2 separate regions of the Mus musculus genome follow, and region 1 is linked to region 2. A link is a contact called in public promoter capture Hi-C data. All regions are on one chromosome and are shown on one strand. Each heading gives the region's core, a stretch centred on a gene start, on an enhancer-like site or on the middle of the called end of the contact. The rest is flanking DNA. Distances are from core to core; before and after follow the strand shown. Region 1 has its middle 69 kb from the start of Dnajc1. Region 2 has its middle 180 kb from the start of Mir6419.

Region 1 (5,287 bases), core at 144-2,643, 720 kb after region 2:
TTCCCAAAGACAGAGAATCGTGGAACTTTAAAAACTCTTCTTAAAAAACAAAGGAAGGGGGAAATTATATCCCCGTGCACATTATTTAATATATCCCTGTGCACATTATTTAAATCATACTTTTATTTTAAGAATTTTGAAATTTGGATGTCAAAGAACTTAATAAATGCCTCATAGTATCTTAAAACCAGACATAATCATGTCTAGGTGAGATGAAAAGGATCTACTTATTGGCATGAGGCTTGATCCTAAACAGCTACCTTATTGGGAAAGGGAAAAGCATAGGTTCTCTTTAGAGAACGCTGCAGAAGCATGATGGCTAACAGGTGAGTTCACTGAGTGCCCTGACTATAGTGACAAGAAAGCTGAATTGGGTATATGTTTTTGACCCACCTTTGTTTGCCATTTTCCCAGTTTGGACAAGCTAAGCTGCCTTGCTTCAAGCTTTTTAAACCTTATGGGACATAGAACAGTAGAGACCGTGTAATCTGACTTAGAAAGATTAGTCACAAGAAAGAGTTATAGTGATTCTTCTCCTTCCCTCATTGTGACCAGTTATTCTAACTCAATCTTGGACTGGTCTAGTAATAATTCTACTATTAGATTCCTAGGGAAGATAGCTAAAAACCTAATTACCTAGCAAAGTTAATTTGGAGCACAGCCTCCACTCCCAGAAAATTACAGCCTTTCTGTGATTCTCAAAGTCACCTCCCCCATACTGGGAGCTCTGAGTCTAAGCCTGATCATTGCTAATTTGCAATTGAATGGAGTACCTGGACTTCCCCAAAGAAGCTTTTGTACTGTTGCTTTTCACTGTCTCAACTTTGTTTTTCAAGAAGGTCAGTCAACGCCCTTCAGCCTGACTTCAGCAGGTGTGCAGCCTCGCCTCCAACAGCACAGGTGGCAGTTATTAATCTTCACCAAGAAGCATTCTAAGTACATATTGTGGCTTTGGCCTGAATTGGGAATAAGTTGTGCTACTGAGGGTCAGACAGTCAATGACGGGCACCCAGATCTTGGAACCATACCAATCTAAGACAGAGGTACATGCCACAAGGCCGTGGCTGTTAATAACACACCGCAGACTCATGTTTTGTGTGAAATATAACACAAACTAGCTGCACGTAGCCTCCATGATGGAATTTGGATGGTTCAGGAAGATCTAAGATTTCCTAAGACAGGCGCTGCTGCCAGCCACCACAACTCCCCGGCAGGACTATAGAGCATAAATAAATTTTATGCCTCAGTCCATTTTTTTTAATATTAATAACAGGGAGGAAATTGTAACCTCCCCCCAAGCCTGAAGTAGGCTGAGCCAGACCTTGATCTTGCTGCCACTATGGAGATTACCTAGGGTGGAGCCTTTCTCCCTAGATCACTCTATTGTTCAGCCACTGCCTCTGTTCCTCCTGCTGAGAGGCCCTTGAGCTATTCCGGAGACTACACCCTGTCCTGCATGTCATCACCTGCAGCTGATTCCAGGCTCCAAGGATGAATTGGTGGGAATCGGCCTCCCCCCCCCCCACCTCCTTTATAAGCGCATTTGCCATTAAACATTTGAGCTTTGATTAGGAAACTTGACTTAGCTCCATTTTTCTCTCAACCGCCTAGTTTACCCTCTCTTTTCAGCCCCAGCTTTCCTCCCAGGTGTACCCGTTTCTTGTGAGCCGCACCCCAGCTTTCAACACTTGTGTTTGCCTTTTGCCATCTGGTTATCTCTGGTGTTAGCTGGTTTTGCTGTTTCTGACTGTGGCTTGTCCCTTCTGCAAGCCTGTGTGTCAGTACTCCTGGGAGACCAGTTCTCTCTGGGAGGAATTTAGGTATGGAGAGATGTGATACATGGTCAGCTCTGGGGTACAGATAGAAATCAGAAAGGTCCTGTTCCTAGCTGATCCTTGGTTGCTGTGTCCTGATGACTCTGGGCTGGTCCCTCTTTGGCCAGGAATTTAAAGAGAAATGGTGGTCTTACCTGTGCTCACAGGTGTGTAGGCATTCGTGGAAGACCAGCTCTCTCCTGGTAGTATTTGTGTATGTAGCTCTGTGTCACAGGTTCAGCTCTGGGCACAGACAGAAACCTGAAGACTCCTGTCACAGGCAGCTCCTTGGTTCCTGTGTCCTGAGGGTTCCAGACGGGACATTCTGAGCATCAGTGGTCGTCCTACCTGTGCTCACAGGCCTGTCTGCACACATGGGAGGCTAGCTGCCTCCTGTTGCCACCTGGGTATGGAGTCCTGTGGCAGTCTGCACACATGGGAGGCTAGCTGCCTCCTGTTGCCACCTGGGTAGGGAGTCCTGTGGCAGAGGACCAGCTATAAGACCAGATGGAAACTGTCCAAGTCAGATTAAAACAGATAGTGGGACTGGCTATTACAGTCAAACATTGAGATGTTTTGGAGACAATTTGACATTACCCATATTACTGGGATTCCTTACAATCCCCAAGAACAAGGTATTGTGAAACAGGCTCTGTGGAACGTTAACAAAACAATATCTTTATAAAATAAAAAAGGAGGAGTTATATCCCCATTCACCACAATTTTATTTTATCATGTTCTTTTTATTTTATTGTATTTATTTTAAAAATTGGATGCCAATCTGCACACCTTTCCCACCAGAGGAGATGTGGCCTCCAGGGAGGGCTCTGACTGTTGGAGCAGGTGAGAGAGCCATCTTGTAACCCAGGTCCCTCAGAGACGTGTCTGCTCAGGAGAACATGTGGACTGCAGAAGCAGCATAGCTTCGGGGACAGGCCCTGTTTCAGGCCTTCATCTTCAGCCAAAAAGCAGATCTGAGCTCCGGACACCTGCGCACCTTACCTACCACAGGAGATGTGGCTTGCAGAGAGTACTCTGACCACTGAGACTCAGGACAGAGTTGGAATCCTAGGAGTGCTGACAGAGGCTAACAGAATCACAGGAGGAGCAAGCTCCAGCCAGAGACAGCTATAACAACTAACGACAAAGATTACCAGATGGCGAAAGGCAAACATAAGAATCTTACTAAGAGAAACCAAGACCATCATCAGAACCAGCACTCCCACCTCAGCGAGTCCTGGATAACCCAACACACCCGAAAAGCAAGATTCAGATTTAAAATCATATCTCATGATGCTGGTAGAGGATTTTAAAGGAAATTAATAACTCACTAAAAGAAATACAGGAGAACACGGCTAAACAGGTAAAAGGCCTTAAAGAGGAAGCACAAAAATCCCTTAAAGAATTACAGGAAAATACTGCTAAACAAGTAGAAGCCCCAAAAGAAAAAACACAAAAATCCCTTAAAGAATTACAGGAAAACACAACCAAACACGTGATGGAATTGAACAAAACCACCCAAGATCTAAAAAGGGAAGTAGACACAATAAAGAAAACCCAAAGGGAGACAACTCTGGAGATAGAAACCCTAGGAAAATAATCAGAAACTATAGATGTGAGCATCAGCAACAGAATACAAGAGATGGAAGAGAGAGAATCTCAGATGCAGAAGATTCCATAGAGAACATGGACACAACAATCAAAGAAAATGCAAAATGCAAAAAGATTTTAACTCAAAACATCCAGGAAATCCAGGACACAATGAGAAGACCAAACCTATGGATATTAGGAGTAGATGAGAATGAAGATTTTCAACTTAAAGGGCCAGCAAATATCTTCAACAAAATTATAGAAGAAAACTTCCCAAACCTAAAGAAAGAGATGCTCATGAACATACAAGAAGCCTACAGAACTCCAAATAGACTGGACCAGAAAAGAAATTCCTCCCGACACATAATAATCAGAACAACAAATGAACTAGATAAAGATAGAATACTAAAAGCAGTAAGGGAAAAAGGTCAAGTAACACATAAAGGCAGGCCTATCAGAATTACACCAGACTTTTCACCAGAGACTATGAAAGCCAGAAGATCCTGGACAGATGTTATACAGACACTAAGAGAACACAAATGCCAGTTTAGGCTACTATATCCAGCCAAACTTTCATTTACCATAGATGGAGAAACCAAAGTATAAGAGTTGCCTTGGTCATGGTGTCTCTTCACAGCAATGGAAACCCAAACTAAAACAGCTATCTTTCTCTTTCTTTGTTTACTTATTCTGATACCCTGGGTTGACTGGACCTGAATTATTTGTGGTGTTTAGTCTAAGCTACTCAAGATGTTTGTTTTCAAAGAGGATGAGAAATTGGCTGGAAATTAAATGCCTAACAAGCACTTTATGATGTGAAGAGGAAGTAATTAAAATTAATTTGCTAAATATATTAATATTGATTTTTACTAGAAGTAACAGAAGACCCAATAAATAAATTGAATTTCAAGGGTTATCTCACATATAAACAAGTCTAGAGAACAGCAGTCCAGGGCTAGAATGGGTGTTTAGTGAGATAAAAAGGCCTGGAGTCTTTCCATCCTTCAACGTCATTAATTACACAGGTGATTAGTATCTTCAAAGTCAAAGTAGCTAACTGTTCACCTCTCACAGTGAGTACCATATACATGCCAGACAGGAAGAAGGAACAGAGACAAAAGGCTCAGAGTAACATGCCAGCTGGATGCTCTCCACTGAAAATCCTTCTGAGAAGATCCTACCTCCCCATTCCACAAGCAATATTTCTTCACATGTCACCAGCAGGAACTGACCACATAGTCACCCATAACAGCCAAGGGCTCCAGGTTGGTAGATATTGTAGCTGGATGTGCTTCTCCTTAAACACACTCATGGCTGGGCTAATACTGAAGAAGGTACACATGGCATATAAGAGAGTCAGCCACAATAAAAAATAAAAAGCAATTGTATCTTGAGAATGACCTAAGCTGTATAAACCCATAAACACAGGGTGAGAAAAAGCCCCAGTGTGCTAAGCATAGTTGTTTATGAATGGTAGAATCATCCTCAATACTCATTTTCCTATGGCTTTTATTTTACTGAAAGAAATACCAGTCTGTTTATAGTAAAGAAGAAAACTATTGACAAATAAAATGTGTGCACTGCCTTTATTTGCTTACTGACGGTCTTCTCTTGTTGGTTCTTTACTGTGCCACCCAGAACATGATAAGCCACTGTCATAGTTAGCCTCACGTGCCAACTTAACATAAACTAAAAGTCACCTGAAAAGGGGAAACCTCAGCTATGAAATCTCTTCCATATGATTGGCCTGTGGATATGTCTGTGGGCATTTTCTTGCCTTAATAATCGATGTGGGAGGACCCATCCTACTGTGGGCAGCACTGTCCCAGACAGCTGGAGCAAGTCATAGGGAGCAGGCCAGTCTGGCAACTGTGTAGTGACAA
Region 2 (4,909 bases), core at 1,294-3,793:
CATCCCTATAATCCATTGTAGAAGGAAAAAAATTGACTTGTGTAAGGTGTCCTCTGATCTCTATATCTGCACCGTGGAACATATGTTCCCAACCCTGCAAATCAATAAATAATTTTTTTAAGCCCTGCTCATAATCCCACTACTGGGGAGGTAGAGACAGGAGGATTCCTGGAACTTGCTAGCAAATCAACCTAGCTCAGTTGGTGCCCCAAACAGGGTCAGTTAGACTCTGTCTCAAAAAGTAGAGCAGAGAGCAACTGACTAGACACTTGACCCTGCTTCCACAAAAATGTGCATGTTTGTGTACACACACATACACACAGGGCCTTACAGCACAGAAAACTGCCATTTCTAAATGACAGTTCAAAGACCTGGGCCTACACTATCCAGTAGAAATATACTCAGGGTTTCAAATATGAGCCACATATATCATTTTCAATCTTTGGATAGCTTTATTTTTCAAACAACAACAACAACAAAAAGACAAGTAAAATCATTTTAGTAATATACTTTATTTTTATTTGGCCCAATTTAGTTAAACTGTTCTTTCAACGTGTGATCAATAGTTGTTTTAAATTAAGCAGAGTTTCCATTGGTTTGTTGCTTCTGTACTAAGACTCCACATTTCTGTGTCTATTTTCATCCTTGCAGAATCTCAGGTGGAATTGTCCTGACACTGGGGCTAGAGAGATGGTTCAGAGGTTACAAGTACATTCCTCTCTTGAAGAGGATCAGAGTTTGGTTCACAGTGTCTATATCACACACCTCACAACTGCCTGTAACTCCAGCTACAAGAAACTGAAGCCTTCTTCTGGCTTTCACAGGTACCTGAACCCACAGGCAGACACACAAGCATGCACAGAAATAAAAAATAAATCTTTAAAGAGAAGTGTTGCCGTGCATATAGAGTATTTTTTCAGTATGTGGTCAGACAGCATGATGTTCATGCAGCCAAAGAGAGAAAGGAGCCATGTACAGCGTCAGGGTCAAAGACCTGGATGCAGGTAGGTACTGGCTAAGTCTGAAGGGCTCCAATGAGTGTTGACCACACCAGAGCTCAGGGGCAAAAGCAGCAGCAGCATGTTCTGCTGTCCAAATGTGCTTCTGCCATGGCTCCCCAAAGCTGGGGCGTGAAATCGGGGAGACAGAACAACCCAGGAGAGCAGAGGGTTAGGAGAAGGGGAAGGAAGAGAAGGGACAGACAATGCAGCGCTGAAGAAGGAACAAAAAGAGAAAGGACCTGATGAACTCTGAGAGGCCTCTGCCTGGGCTCAGCCGAGGGCAGCTGAGGTCAGCCCAGGGCCAGAAATAAAATGCATAAAATGCCAAGGGCCTGGAAAAATCAACAGAGTCAAATGAGAGACAAAGATATTCTGCCATGACACAAGTAGAATGTTTTGTTGTGTACTAACAAATGAACTCTGTTGCTTCATCAACAAGGTCAGCTAAGTCCATGTGGATGAGGTGTTAGGGACAGAGTCCAGGGCCTTGCTGTTGTTAAACTTGCACATCTGCTTTTTAAGCTCAGGAATCATTCCTTGAGTTCTGTATAGTAAGGTCGTTTGCTAGTTTAGAAAAGTTTGCTTGCTTGCTTGCTTGCTTGCTTGCTTGCTTGCTTGCTTGCTTACTTGCTTGCTGTGTGTGCGTGGTATTTGGGGGTGCGCAGAAATTGACATCAGGTGCTTTCTGTCATTCTATCATTATCTTCTGTCACTGAAGCCAGGTTCTGCAGATTGACTAGCGCCCCAACAAGCTCCGGTGATCTTGTCTCTGTGTCCCCCAGTGCTGGAGCTTCAAGTGTGAGCCCAGCTTTTCTGTGGGTTCTGGAGATCTGAACTCAGATCTCCTTTGTGTGGTAAGCACTTTATTCTCTGAGCTATCTCTCTAGCCCTGGTTCTTTTATTATTGTTGTTTGCTTGTTCTGTCTGTTTGTTGAGACAGGATCCCACTACACAGCCCTTTCTGGGCTGAAACTCAATATATAGACCTTGAATTCACAGAAATCCACCTGCCTCTGTCTCCCAGGTGATGGAATTAAAGGCGTGCACCACCGTGTGCCCAGATTGCTTTCTTTTTTTAAAGCAGTCTCACAATGTATCCCAGGCTAGCCTTGAGCTCTGTTCCCTCTGCTGCAGTCTCCCAAAGACTGGCATTGCAAACAGGGAAGGCAGGGCAGGTTTCCTGGCTGAGAAGACAGAGAAGGTTCCCCAAATGGAAACTAATGAAAACTTCATTTTTCATAGTTCCCTGGCCATACTTATTATTTTTCAGTCGACTACGGGTTCAATGTTGTCAAATGAAATTTTCTTCCCATTTTAAATAATGAAACAAAAATATGTCTTAAGGTAACATAACAACATCACAAGCAATCTTTGCTAAAAACACAGGCTCGTTCTGAGCAAAGAGACAGACTTCACTTCGTAGGGGGATTTCCTTCCTCGGCTGTGACTCATCAAACAGGGAAAGTGTCGAGCCTGCCCATTAGCGGTAGGCATCAGAGCAAGAAAGTGTTCTTCGGCATGAGTAATACGAATTAAGTGGAATGAATGGAACTAGCCTCGCAGAGATGGATGGAGAAAAGAGCCTTCATTATGTAAAAAGGAAACCTGAGAGCCATCGCCGCCCACCCCCCAACCCCCACCCCCTGCCGCCGCGGCCACTGCTTGCGCAGCCTCAGCCAATAAAAACAGGTATCGGCGCTCAACTAAAACAGGAGATGTAAAATAACAAGAGTGCTGCTTAAAAATTCGAGTGAAAAGGTAAAACATGTTAACTAGAATTTAATGACACGAAAAGAGGTTTCTGGTGTTTTGCTAAGTCGGAAAAAAAGAAAAAAGAAAGCATGTTGCAAGAGTGGTTTCCTATGATCTCATTTTTCACTAATTTTATGACAATATGCAGAGAGTGAGCGGCCTGGGAAAAGAGCACTGAAACCGTGACAGAGGCGGGATTGTGCTGTGTTTTCCTTTCTGTATACTTTTCCCAAATGCATTTGTTTACTTAATTATTTAAAGCAGGGTTTCACTACATAGCCCAAGTAGGCCTCCAAGCCCTGATTCCCCCGAGCCTGTGCCGGGGTCACCTCCACGCCCAGCTGGTGTTTTAGCTAGAAATGTCAACAAAGCAGAAGAGGGCTTTGCTGTGGAGATTGTTGTGGTCATCCTCCCTCGCCTCACCAGGTTCTCCCCCTCCCCCTCCTTTCTTCCTCTCCCCTCCCCCCTCCCTGTCATTCAAACCTATCTCTTGCACCCCTAGGGGAAAGGAAATGATTACCAGTTTGGGGTGGATTTTGTTTTGTTCTATTAAGAATGTGCAGACTAATAAGAACAGAAAGGCACCAAGAGGTCGCCCCTGGCCGTCCCCACCCATTCCTGAGACTCCTGCGGTCAGGGAGTGATAGAGGGTGTGGCTCAGAGAACTCAGTCTCTTTCTGCTGCCTTTCCCACAGACTCTTCAGGAAGTTCTCATGGTGTACACTCTAGAGTTTGTCATTTGAAAGGTCCTTGTGTCCAGCCTTTGGGGATTTGAACGACACTTTTTCTTAATGCTTCAATGTGCTGCTGAAAGTGAGGGTCTCAGCTGTATGCCTGTGGCCTTGAGAGTCTCTGAAGAAGATCACTTCAAAGGGATCTGAGGTCTTCGCTGTGGTGGCTTTCATTTCTGCCCATTGTTTCTTTAATTCCCATTTGTGTATATATTAATTTTCTTCATATAATCAAAATTACTGTTATTCAGGTAGGATTATTACGTACTTGAGAAAATTCAATATGTCTTTACCTAAAAACCTTAGATACATTAAGTCTATGAGAAGACAGTGATATGTAAAGACAACACTCACACTCTTCCCATTTTTAAATCACCTATATATAGCAGGCAGTGGTGGTGCACAACTTTATGCCAGCACTCAGGAGGCAGAGGCAGGTGGACTTCTGAATTCGAGGCTAGCCTGGGCTACAGAGCAAGTTCCAGGATAGCCAGGCCAGGGCTACACATAGAAACTCTGCCTTTAAAAAAAAAAAAGTGCCTGTATATACACATGTATAAATATTGAATTTTCTCTATATGTGTGCAAACATATACACATTTTCATTAAAGTACCTGGAGGATTTTTGTCTAGGTGTTGACAACAGTCATTATTGGATAGAGGGAGTCAGTCCATTAGGTTGTCATAACACAACACCATCAGCCGGACAAACTACAAAGCAAGAGGCATTTAATCTTTGCCGTACTGAAGGCCAGATGGTCACAATGAAGTCAGGCTCATTGTGTGATGAGGGCTAACTGAATGAATCACAGACAACCTCTTGCTGTGTCTTCACATGAAAAGAGAGATAAGGGCCTTCTGAGGGGAGGAGGATTTCCATCCAAGTATGTGGAGGCACACGTGTACATGTATGCACACGTACGGAGGCCAGAGCAACCTCAGGTGTGGCTCCTCAGTATCCATCTGTCTTGTTGTTTGAGACATGCTCTCTCATTGGCGTGGGGCTCACCAAGCCGGCAAGGCTGGCTGCTCGGCAGTCCTGAGCATTTGTTAGAGTAGTTTTTGTTATTCCTGTTCATCAGGGCTCCACTGTCTAATTACCTCACCAAGACCTTATGCCTTGATGCTATCTTCTCAAGAGGCAGAATTTCAATGTCCCATACATTCAATGGGAGTTTATTTCTCAGTCCTCAACACATATGCCAGTTAATAGCATTTTCTTAATTAGTCTATATGCTCATATCACATGGCATGCTTTGTAATAAAATAATAACACAAATTAAATTCAATACACAATAGGTATTTAATAAACACTTTCTTCCATTTCTCTCAAAATATGGCCGTGGGAATTATTTACCGAGTGCTTAGTCTGCAGTAAAGGTCATTGACTCTAGTCAATGCAGCATCTCATTTAAACAAGCTTTC

The links. Promoter capture Hi-C pulls out the DNA fragments that hold promoters and counts their contacts.
Region 1: a contact with region 2 is called in a promoter capture Hi-C map of embryonic stem cells, with 3 times the contacts expected there. The contact joins two enhancer-like sites. A contact is called at or near these places in 2 of 39 promoter capture datasets (embryonic stem cells and hematopoietic stem and progenitor cells) and 1 of 9 other capture datasets (embryonic stem cells).

Annotation. Positions count from the first base shown.
Region 1 is chr2:18,459,673-18,464,959 of GRCm38.p6, forward strand. No RefSeq gene overlaps it. Among named protein-coding and RNA genes, the nearest start is that of Dnajc1, 69 kb to the left of the region's middle. Within about 2 kb of position 1,394, at least 5 of the 459 cell types and tissues checked have an H3K27ac peak or open chromatin away from gene starts, as enhancers often do. A contact at or near this core is called in embryonic stem cells, where this site is marked.
Region 2 is chr2:17,739,223-17,744,131 of GRCm38.p6, forward strand. No RefSeq gene overlaps it. Among named protein-coding and RNA genes, the nearest start is that of Mir6419, 180 kb to the left of the region's middle. Within about 2 kb of position 2,544, at least 166 of the 459 cell types and tissues checked have an H3K27ac peak or open chromatin away from gene starts, as enhancers often do. A contact at or near this core is called in embryonic stem cells, where this site is marked.